Regions from separate parts of the Pan troglodytes genome. Here region 2 is linked to region 1. Evidence: chromatin contacts called from public Hi-C data. All regions are on one chromosome and are shown on one strand. Each heading gives the region's core, a stretch centred on a gene start, on an enhancer-like site or on the middle of the called end of the contact. The rest is flanking DNA. Distances are from core to core; before and after follow the strand shown. Region 1 holds the start of OLFML3 (olfactomedin like 3). Region 2 has its middle 170 kb from the start of TRIM33.

What was found. Hi-C and Micro-C count contacts between places; a contact is called where the count stands out from the background.
Region 2: a Hi-C map of induced pluripotent stem cells shows a contact between it and region 1, with 1.9 times the contacts expected there. The contact joins the enhancer-like site here to the promoter of OLFML3 in region 1. A contact is called at or near these places in 3 of 7 Hi-C or Micro-C datasets (induced pluripotent stem cells and stem cell-derived neural progenitor cells), 1 of 1 datasets of contacts at active chromatin or transcription factors (stem cell-derived excitatory neurons) and 1 of 1 other capture datasets (stem cell-derived neural stem cells).

What each region holds. Positions count from the first base shown.
Region 1 is chr1:111,205,489-111,210,292 of NHGRI_mPanTro3-v2.0_pri, forward strand. OLFML3 (olfactomedin like 3) reads left to right here and starts at 1,929. Exons shown (of 3, transcript XM_514400.7): 1 at 1,929-2,367; 2 at 3,069-3,354; 3 at 3,685-4,804. The coding sequence starts at 2,254. The coding sequence ends at 4,505. It overlaps HIPK1 (homeodomain interacting protein kinase 1), which reads left to right. Exons shown (of 16, transcript XM_054669397.2): 16 at 1-536.
Region 2 is chr1:111,572,788-111,577,591 of NHGRI_mPanTro3-v2.0_pri, forward strand. No RefSeq gene overlaps it. Among named protein-coding and RNA genes, the nearest start is that of TRIM33, 170 kb to the right of the region's middle. Within about 2 kb of position 2,299, at least 10 of the 24 cell types and tissues checked have an H3K27ac peak or open chromatin away from gene starts, as enhancers often do. A contact at or near this core is called in induced pluripotent stem cells and stem cell-derived neural stem cells, where this site is marked.

The DNA.
Region 1 (4,804 bases), core at 679-3,178:
GTGCAGCATGTCTACATGGTTGTTTGTTGCTAAACTTTATATAATGTGCGGTTTCAATTCAGCTTGAAAAATAATCTCACTACATGTAGCAGTACATTATATGTACATTATATGTAATGTTAGTATTTCTGCTTTGAATCCTTGATATTGCAATGGAATTCCTACTTTATTAAATGTATTTGATATGCTAGTTATTGTGTGCGATTTAAACTTTTGCTTTCTCCCTTTTTTTGGTTGTGCGCTTTCTTTTACAACAAGCCTCTAGAAACAGATAGTTTCTGAGAATTACTGAGCTATGTTTGTAATGCAGATGTACTTAGGGAGTATGTAAAATAATCATTTTAACAAAAGAAATAGATATTTAAAATTTAATACTAACTATGGGAAAAGGGTCCATTGTGTAAAACATAGTTTATCTTTGGATTCAATGTTTGTCTTTGGTTTTACAAAGTAGCTTGTATTTTCAGTATTTTCTACATAATATGGTAAAATGTAGAGCAATTGCAATGCATCAATAAAATGGGTAAATTTTCTGACTTATGTGGCTGTTTTTGACTTCTGTTATAGGATATAAAGGGGATCAATAAATGACATCTTTGAAAGTGGCTAAGCATATTGTATTTGAACATCAGTAGAGTACTAGAGACAATTTCATTCTTCATACAAATCTCCATACTGGAAATGAATAGGGTTTGGCAGGGAATACTTCCCAAGAATGCAGTGTCCAGGGTCCTTACTTCACATCATCTGGATCTGACCCTTTGAAAGAGGTAGAAGACTTCTGAGACCGGCTAATTAAGCTTTGTTTCCTCATATATTTTGCCAAATAGCAGTAGCAGAATGAAAAGATGAGTAACCACAGGAAGCTGCTATTTTTCCCCTCCTTTCAAACTGTACTGTTAGAGGCATGGTCCTTTTTACAGAAGGAACCTCTCTTATCAGATTCTGTTGATTCTAAAGTGAATAGAATTTCTCCCGATAAAGAAATAGGGGTTTGTTTCAATTAATGACTGCAGGTCTCTGAGTAAATGCTCTATTTGATTTTTTTTTTCGGCTCGTGTGTCAGGCCAAGTCTACCTTATGGTGGCCATTAATTCATTTTGGGCTCCTGCAGCCTTAGTTGGGATATAGAAATGAGAAACACTCAGAAATACCCTTTTGGACCACAACCAAGAGAAATAACCAATAGTCTTTTCTCCCAGTGGTAAGGAAGTCAGAATACATTGATCTAGACTGCAACAACACATATATATATATCAGATTCCGCCCCCCCGCAATACATGAATGTATAGTAAATTAGTGTGAACTCACTGAACACTCCTCAGTTTTGGTGAGAGACTATATCTGGCCTCTTTCAAGCAAAGGAAAGCCATGTAAAACAGCGCTGCTGTCAGCCTTAACTTCCAGACGATCGAGTTAATTTACTAACTTCTCAGTGACCTGGTTTTTTTTTTTTTTTTAATCTCAGTTATATTTTCTTCCTTGGGCTAAATCAGATATTTGCATAGCCCCCAAAGTAGTAATTGGATAGTCTTGGGGGAAATATGCATTTTAGTGGTGAAAACCCCTGTAAATTCAATATATTTGGCTTTTGTGGAATATTTTCCTCATGGGGTGAAGTCTAAGCCTTAGTTTCTGTATTAATCGTGAGAGATGACACCAGCTGCTTAGCACAAGGTGGCGCCAATGAGCTTTAGAATAAGTTGGGCTTGACCACTTGGGCCATTTTTTTCCTGCTTCCTCCCTTCAAGCCTCACCTCCCCAGCTCCCAGCTTCTACTGAACAAGGCTGAAAACAACCCACTCTATTGCAGGGAAAGGGAAGGATTAATGAAAAATGTCAGTTTCTTAAGTCAGCACTGGTGAAACTTTCCTAAAACAGGAATGGCGTTTGCTGAGTTTTCTCTGGGGTCTCTGCTTTCTGCAGCTAGCTTCCCTGCTTGACTGCCTGGAAGGCCTCTGCCTTCGGGTTTCCATCTCTTTCCCCTCCAGAGGAGCCTACAGCCTAGGCGGGAGGTGGTTAAGGCTTCTGGCTGCTGTGCAATGGGGCCATCTGTGTTTGATCAATCCTGGCGGAGAGGAGGGGGTGGGGGTTGTAAAGAGACTGAAAGCATTCCAGAGTAGTGAGAGAGACCCAGAGATCAGAAGGAGAGAAGGCACCGCCCCCACCCCGCCTCCAAAGCTAACCCTCGGGCTTGAGGGGAAGAGGCTGACTGTACGTTACTTCTACTCTGGCACCACTCTCCAGGCTGCCATGGGGCCCAGCACCCCTCTCCTCATCTTGTTCCTTTTGTCATGGTCGGGACCCCTCCAAGGACAGCAGCACCACCTTGTGGAGTACATGGAACGCCGACTAGCTGCTTTAGAGGTGAGGGACCCCTTTCTCTTCTAGCCCAGCCTAGAAGGATTCCAGGGCTATTGGTTCAACCAGTTTGTTAGGGATCTGGGGATAACAAGAAAGGGCTCTGTTAGAGTCTACAGAAAATTCTCTCTTAATAAAAGGACCTTCGGAATGACAAGCCCTCCTCTTACCCCACATAGAACAATTCCAAAGCAAATCGACTTTTGCGTTTTACCTCTGGGATTAGATAGAATAAGGGGGCAGAGTGGAAACGAGAGCCAAGATTGTGGGGCTGCATCTCCAGAGAAGGTGATGATTCTGTTGAAGTTGGAGGTTCCCAGGGAATCTATAACTTCCTGTCTTTTTAACAGGTTGAGATCTGTAGCATTTTAGTGTCCGAGAGGATAATTGCTAAGGGAGCAGAGCCCTCTTCACACCTTCATGCGCTTAGACCTGCCTAGAGGCTCAGATGGCTCAGTGGCACTGCTCACAGAGAACACAGGCTGGAGGACATGGAGTCGGGGTAGGGGCCTAGGTGAATCTCAGCTAGGCTGTTTGCACATTTAGCACCTCTGCACATCTGGTTTCCTTTTCTGCAGGAGTGGAAGGGGATATTGAAGCCTGGCTGAGTTTGCTCTTTTTTTCCCATTCCTGACTCCCGAGTTGGGCCTCTCCCTGCCTGGGAGTTGTAACCCTGCAGCCTCCCTCCTGATCCCCCATCCCTTCAGGAACGGCTGGCCCAGTGCCAGGACCAGAGTAGTCGGCATGCTGCTGAGCTGCGGGACTTCAAGAACAAGATGCTGCCACTGCTGGAGGTGGCAGAGAAGGAGCGGGAGGCACTCAGAACTGAGGCCGACACCATCTCCGGGAGAGTGGATCGTCTGGAGCGGGAGGTAGACTATCTGGAGACCCAGAACCCAGCTCTGCCCTGTGTAGAGTTTGATGAGAAGGTGACTGGAGGCCCTGGGACCAAAGGCAAGGGAAGAAGGAATGAGAAGTACGATATGGTGACAGGTAAATAATCTGAAAGCAGGCCCCTAACTCTCTCAGAACCGATATTCTTCCTTCCTTGCTTCTTACTCTTTTTTTCGCTTTGTCCCAGTCCATTGTGGCTCTGTCTTCTGGAATCTGTTTTAGGGAAACCTCTGTAATGCCAGGTCTATTAAAGAGAGGTTCTGGGGATCCAGGCCGCTGTGGTACCCGCTCTTTCTCAATTCTCCCTAAGAGTGGAGGCAACCACTGGGCAAATGCTCACTATTCTCCAGATCACCTACCCTAGGGGAGTTCCTGCTGGAGGCATCTAATTCTTGTCTCTATTTCCTTTTCCTGTGCTTTTCTCATCAGACTGTGGCTACACAATCTCTCAAGTGAGATCAATGAAGATTCTGAAGCGATTTGGTGGCCCGGCTGGTCTATGGACCAAGGATCCACTGGGGCAAACAGAGAAGATCTACGTGTTAGATGGGACACAGAATGACACAGCCTTTGTCTTCCCAAGGCTGCGTGACTTCACCCTTGCCATGGCTGCCCGGAAAGCTTCCCGAGTCCGGGTGCCCTTCCCCTGGGTAGGCACAGGGCAGCTGGTATATGGTGGCTTTCTTTATTTTGCTCGGAGGCCTCCTGGAAGACCTGGTGGAGGTGGTGAGATGGAGAACACTTTGCAGCTAATCAAATTCCACCTGGCAAACCGAACAGTGGTGGACAGCTCAGTATTCCCAGCAGAGGGACTGATCCCCCCCTACGGCTTGACAGCAGACACCTACATCGACCTGGCAGCTGATGAGGAAGGTCTTTGGGCTGTCTATGCCACCCGGGAGGATGACAGGCACTTGTGTCTGGCCAAGTTAGATCCACAGACACTGGACACAGAGCAGCAGTGGGACACACCATGCCCCAGAGAGAATGCTGAGGCTGCCTTTGTCATCTGTGGAACCCTCTATGTCGTCTATAACACCCGTCCTGCCAGTCGGGCCCGCATCCAGTGCTCCTTTGATGCCAGCGGCACCCTGACCCCTGAACGGGCAGCACTCCCTTATTTTCCCCGCAGATATGGTGCCCATGCCAGCCTCCGCTATAACCCCCGAGAACGCCAGCTCTATGCCTGGGATGATGGCTACCAGATTGTCTATAAGCTGGAGATGAGGAAGAAAGAGGAGGAGGTTTGAGGAGCTAGCCTTGTTTTTTGCATCTTTCTCACTCCCATACATTTATATTATATCCCCACTAAATTTCTTGTTCCTCATTCTTCAAATGTGGGCCAGTTGTGGCTCAAATCCTCTATATTTTTAGCCAGTGACAATCAAATTCTTTCAGCTCCTTTGTTTCATACAGAACTCCAGATCCTGAGTAATCCTTTTAGAGCCCAAAGAGTCAAAACCCTCAATGTTCCCTCCTGCTCTCCTGCCCCATGTCAACAAATTTCAGGCTAAGGATGGCCCAGACCTAGGGCTCTAACCTTGTATGC
Region 2 (4,804 bases), core at 1,049-3,548, 370 kb after region 1:
GATTTCACCATGTTGGCCAGGCAGGTCTCAAACTCCTGACCTCAAGTGATCTGCCTGCCTGGGTCTCCCAAAGTGCTGGGATTATAGGCATGAGCCACCACGCCTGGCCCCAATTTAATTTCTTAATCCATTTTCCACACTGTGCAGTTAAACAGTTTCCAATTTTCTCCATTTTTTCATTTTCACATTATTGAAATTATTCTCATTGGCAATAATTTTTTTCATTTAAATTCTAAGATGCTTCATCATCAGCTTTTGGCCCATGGATTCTACCAGTTACAGCATCTGCAACTGGGAATTTTCGTAACCATTTTTTCTCCAATCAAATTTTGTAAATTTGGTCGAGTAGATTTATTGTTTTACTCAGTGACAAATTTTATCCAGTGTAGTTTCCATCACTGACAGTTTCATTTAGTGATATTTAGAATGAATTGAATACACCCTGAGAACTTGCATCTATTTGTATTTCTCATGGGTTAACCCATGAGAAAACTGTGAATGGTTTTATGATATAGAGAGAAGCAGAGATGGGAGAGACATGGGCAGGAAGGGGAAGGGAGGAAAGGAGAAGGGAGGGGAAGACGAGTGAGACCCAGAGGTAGGGAGGGGAAGCCACCCTCTGTCCCGTCTTTAATCACCAAGTATTTAACCACCAGCATCAGGGGGTCTCTGCTTGGACACTTAGTAGAGTTGCATCTCTGGGCTCCCATGAGGCTGAAAGGGTAGAGAATCTTGTTCAGGCAGGGAGTTGTGAGCCAAGCCCACCTGCCCCCTGGGCCAGAGCCTGCAGTTGCTGATGGGACCCGCCAGAACTCTCTGGTCTCTGACCCAGCACCCAGCAATGTCCCACAACTGGCGGCCCAATTAGTCTGGGCCTCCAAGCAAGCACAGCACAGAGCAAGTGAGGCACATGGAATGTTTATGGGAAATAAACCACGACTGGTTTAACATGAGCCACTGGAATATGGGGGCTATTTATTAAGGCAGCATAACCTACCTATTTCAACTGACATCGAGAGCTGTGTAGTTTTGCACAAGTCTTTAACCTCTCTGATTACCAGTTTTCTCATGTAGAAAACAGAGAAAACAGTACTTAACTTGCTTGTTGTGAGAATTTATTAAATTTAGGCTGGGTGTGGTGGCTCACACCGTAATCCCAGCACTTTGGGAGGCCAAGGGGGGTGGATCACTTGAGGTCAGGAGTTAGAGACCAGCCTGGGCAACATGGCGAAACCCCATCTCTGCAAAAAATACAAAAAAAAAAAAAAAAAAACATAGCCATGGGGCATGGGGTCACGTGCTTATAATCTCAGTTACTCAGGAGGCTGAGGCAAGAAAATCGCTTGAACCCAGGAGGTGGAGGCTGAGTGAGCCGAGATCGCGCCACTGCACTCCAGCCTGGGCAACAGAGTGAGACTCCGACTCAAAAAAAACAAAAACAAAAAAACAAAAACAAAAACAAAAAAGAGAGAGAGATAATTTATTGAATTTAAAGTGCCCAGTGTCTAGTAGACCGTAAATAAGAGCTTTTTAAATTAATAGTACAGCTTAGTATGAATTTTAATCCGGCTTAATTCAGAAATCAGCTGTCTTGTTTTCTTTTCTTTAATGTCTTAGGATTCCGCCTACTCTAAGGCAGGAAGGCACACGTGTATGCCCCTCACCTCCAGGGTGTTTAAAGACCCAGCCCTCCCCTGCCTGGAGTAATGGGGAACCCATTTTTGGATGCCATAGATTTGCGCTCGGGTTTTCTGGGCCATCAAGACCTATTGTGAAAGCAATAGGAGACCAGCGTTCTTGGTGGGAGGTTCTGGGGAAAGGACAGGGAGAGGGAATGGAGACAGATGTTGAGCTACTGGATGAGGCCTGTACAGGATGAGCCTGGGCCTCAGAGCAAGCACAACACAAAGCAGAGTGATGGACTGAGACGCTTGTGGGGAGTAAACCAGGGCTGGCGTACTGTGATTCTGACCCCTGGAAAGTTGCCTGCGAAGGGCACCGCATTGCCAGAAGAGCCAAGTGAGCAGATCAAGGGAAAGGCCTCTGCCAGGAGCCTTCCCCCGAGAGACCGCTTTTCCTCCCACCGCAGGGTCGGCTTGCAGGACAGGCCTGCGCTCCGCTGGCTCCAGCGCCTCCGAAGTCACCTGCCCTGCAGGGGGGGGGCGCGCATCCAGACCCTCCCCTGGGATCCCATCCCCCCCTCCATCCGCCTTCCCTCCTGGCCCAGGGCCCCCGGGAGTGACGGCGAGAGGGGGAAAAGCTCTGGGAAAGGAGGGCCGGGCCAGCCCAGGGGAACACAAGGCCGTCTTCATCCTCCACGCCCTTCCTCCCTTCTCCACCTCCTTCTTCCAGATTCCTCTCCAGGCACTGATAGAATAGACCGAAAGAACGACGGGTTTGACTTGTTTAGCAAATGCTTTTGATACCCCTGAAACACAGAGAAACGTGTGCCTTGGCAATAAGGGATTATTGCACGTTTTAACTTAGCAGGACTGAATCAGGCAGAAAGAAACCTAATCACCGGTCTCCAAAATCGGCCCAAACCTCTGGCGGCCGCGTCACTCGGCTCCACAAGTCTGTGCCGCCTGCAGCGCCCCTAGCGGCCTCGCAGCCATCGCGCCTCAGCAGCGCCGTGGCGTCCTGTTCGTCAGTGTCCATTAGAGGGCGCCAGCGCGCCTCAGAAGAGGGACCGTGACGCTAGCCCTCGCGGGTGCAGCCCGGAATTGCAAGACGGCTGCGGAAGGCTGTGCCAGCAACTTGCACGACAGCACCTTGCTTCTAGAGCATGAGTTTACCTGAACATGCAGCTCAGGGATTGTTTTCAGATTGAAACCATCGCACATTCCCTGTGGCAGGCAGCCCCTCTCCGAGGATAACAATCATGACGGTAATCACGGTCATGATCGTCTTTGCAACGGCCCCTTGCCCTGAGGGTCTTCTGGCCCAGGACCCTCCGGTCCTGGCTGCTCAGGACAGGTGATTACCTTTTGAGGGCCTGAGCTAGTATTCTCCCTCAGGTATTTGCAAAACTTTAATTGCCAGTGTCTTGTAATTGTCTAGCTTTTGAAGATTCTCAGAACCATCTCATTAAGATCTCACAGAAATTGAGCTCTCCAACTCCAATCCCACAGCTTTTTGCCTCCCGAAATTTGCTATGTGTGTGTGTGTGTGTGTGTGTGTCTGTGTGTGTGTGTGTGTCAGAGAGAGAGAGAGCACGCACCTCCCAAGTTCTTTGCTTACTGGCTCGCTGATAACTCGCAGACCAATATTCACACTGCCTTTCTTTGACACTTTCCTTACTAAACTGTACCAGCCACACAACATTTACACGCGGATGGGTATGGACAGCACCAGATCTCTTCCGGACAGCACCAGATCCCTTCCCCACAGCACCAGATCCCTTCCCCACAGCACTGGGGTCCCAGCAGATGTAGGACTAGGCTTGATGGCAAGCACTTCAGACCAGCGTCTGGAGATGTATGTTCTGGGCCTGGGCCTGCCACCACCTATGAAACCCTAGGCAGGGCACTAGCCCTGGGTGCCTCCCCTGAGGAGGCGACTGACCGCATCTCTGAGGTTTCGTGCAGCTCTAATGCTTCTGGACTGTGATTGTACAGAAAGCAGAAGGGCCATTGCCAAGAAGAAGGCACCAGGTGCTGTGTTGGGTGTGAGCGTTGCCGTGGACGGGCAACCCCTGGGCACTGAGCTTCCACCCAAACCAGCCCTGAGCTCCATCCCACTCCTCTCCCCATCATGACCTGCAGACCCCATCTCAGGAGCTGCATTCTCCAAGCCCCAAACTGAGAGGTGTGGTCTGATGATTTCTTAAGGGAATGTCATCTTTGAATGACCTGCCTTAGGAACCCCAAAGCAGCTTCTGCAGGCAGCCACTCAGCCTCAGGCCCTGAATACGTTCCCGATGCTGCCCTGCTCTGCCAGTTCTATTAATATTACATTAGCCTCCTCTCTCCACAGGGCCTCATACCGTGGGGGAGCTCCCAGCTTCCTTTGTTTGACTTCTCCCCAGATGCCACACCTGATGACTTGGAAATATAATAAATGAATCCATTGTAATTATCAAATAATTACAAAATGGTGTTTTTACTAAAGAAATAGAGAAGACCCTATGGAATTTCTGGGAAGCTCTACCTAATAATAGACTCCCCACTAAAGGAAAGAGTACATATTTCAAGATCCAATATTATTTGTATTTTACTGGTATATGTGGTGTGGTTCAAAGACTTTAGTCAGTTGGCTTTCAAATTTGCTCATTTATTATTTTTTTCTGACAACCATAACCACTCTAATGTGTTGCATTCACATAACATCTTTCATCTGCCATCTCGAATGTTTTTCCTCTCAGCTTCCTGAGTGCTCTTTGTCAAAACTGCTTTGGTTCTCTTTGTCCTTCAGGGATGGTTCCCCTGTGCCTACACCTGAGACGTGTCTCTCCTGAAAACTCAGGATGAAGGCGGACTTGAAGGAGGAGGCTCAGAGCCTGAAGGGCTGGGGGCTGGGCAGAGGCAGACACATGGCAAGGTGGGAGGATGGGTTGAGCAGACACGAGGCCTGTTGGCCAGTCTTCAGCAGGCTCCCAGGCTCCTGAGGGAAACGTTCGGGTGTCCTCAGGCCATGCCTAACTGCCCTGAGTGGGAGGCCCACCTTGTGGGCTGGGCACCGAGTGTCCCCACCAGGCTGAACCAAGACAGCCTGAGCACAGGAATCCTGGCCAAACAGGGATCTGCGTGGCCACCATTCCACAGGTGTTGCCAACTGTAGGAACAGTGCCTGCTCTCTGCCCCTG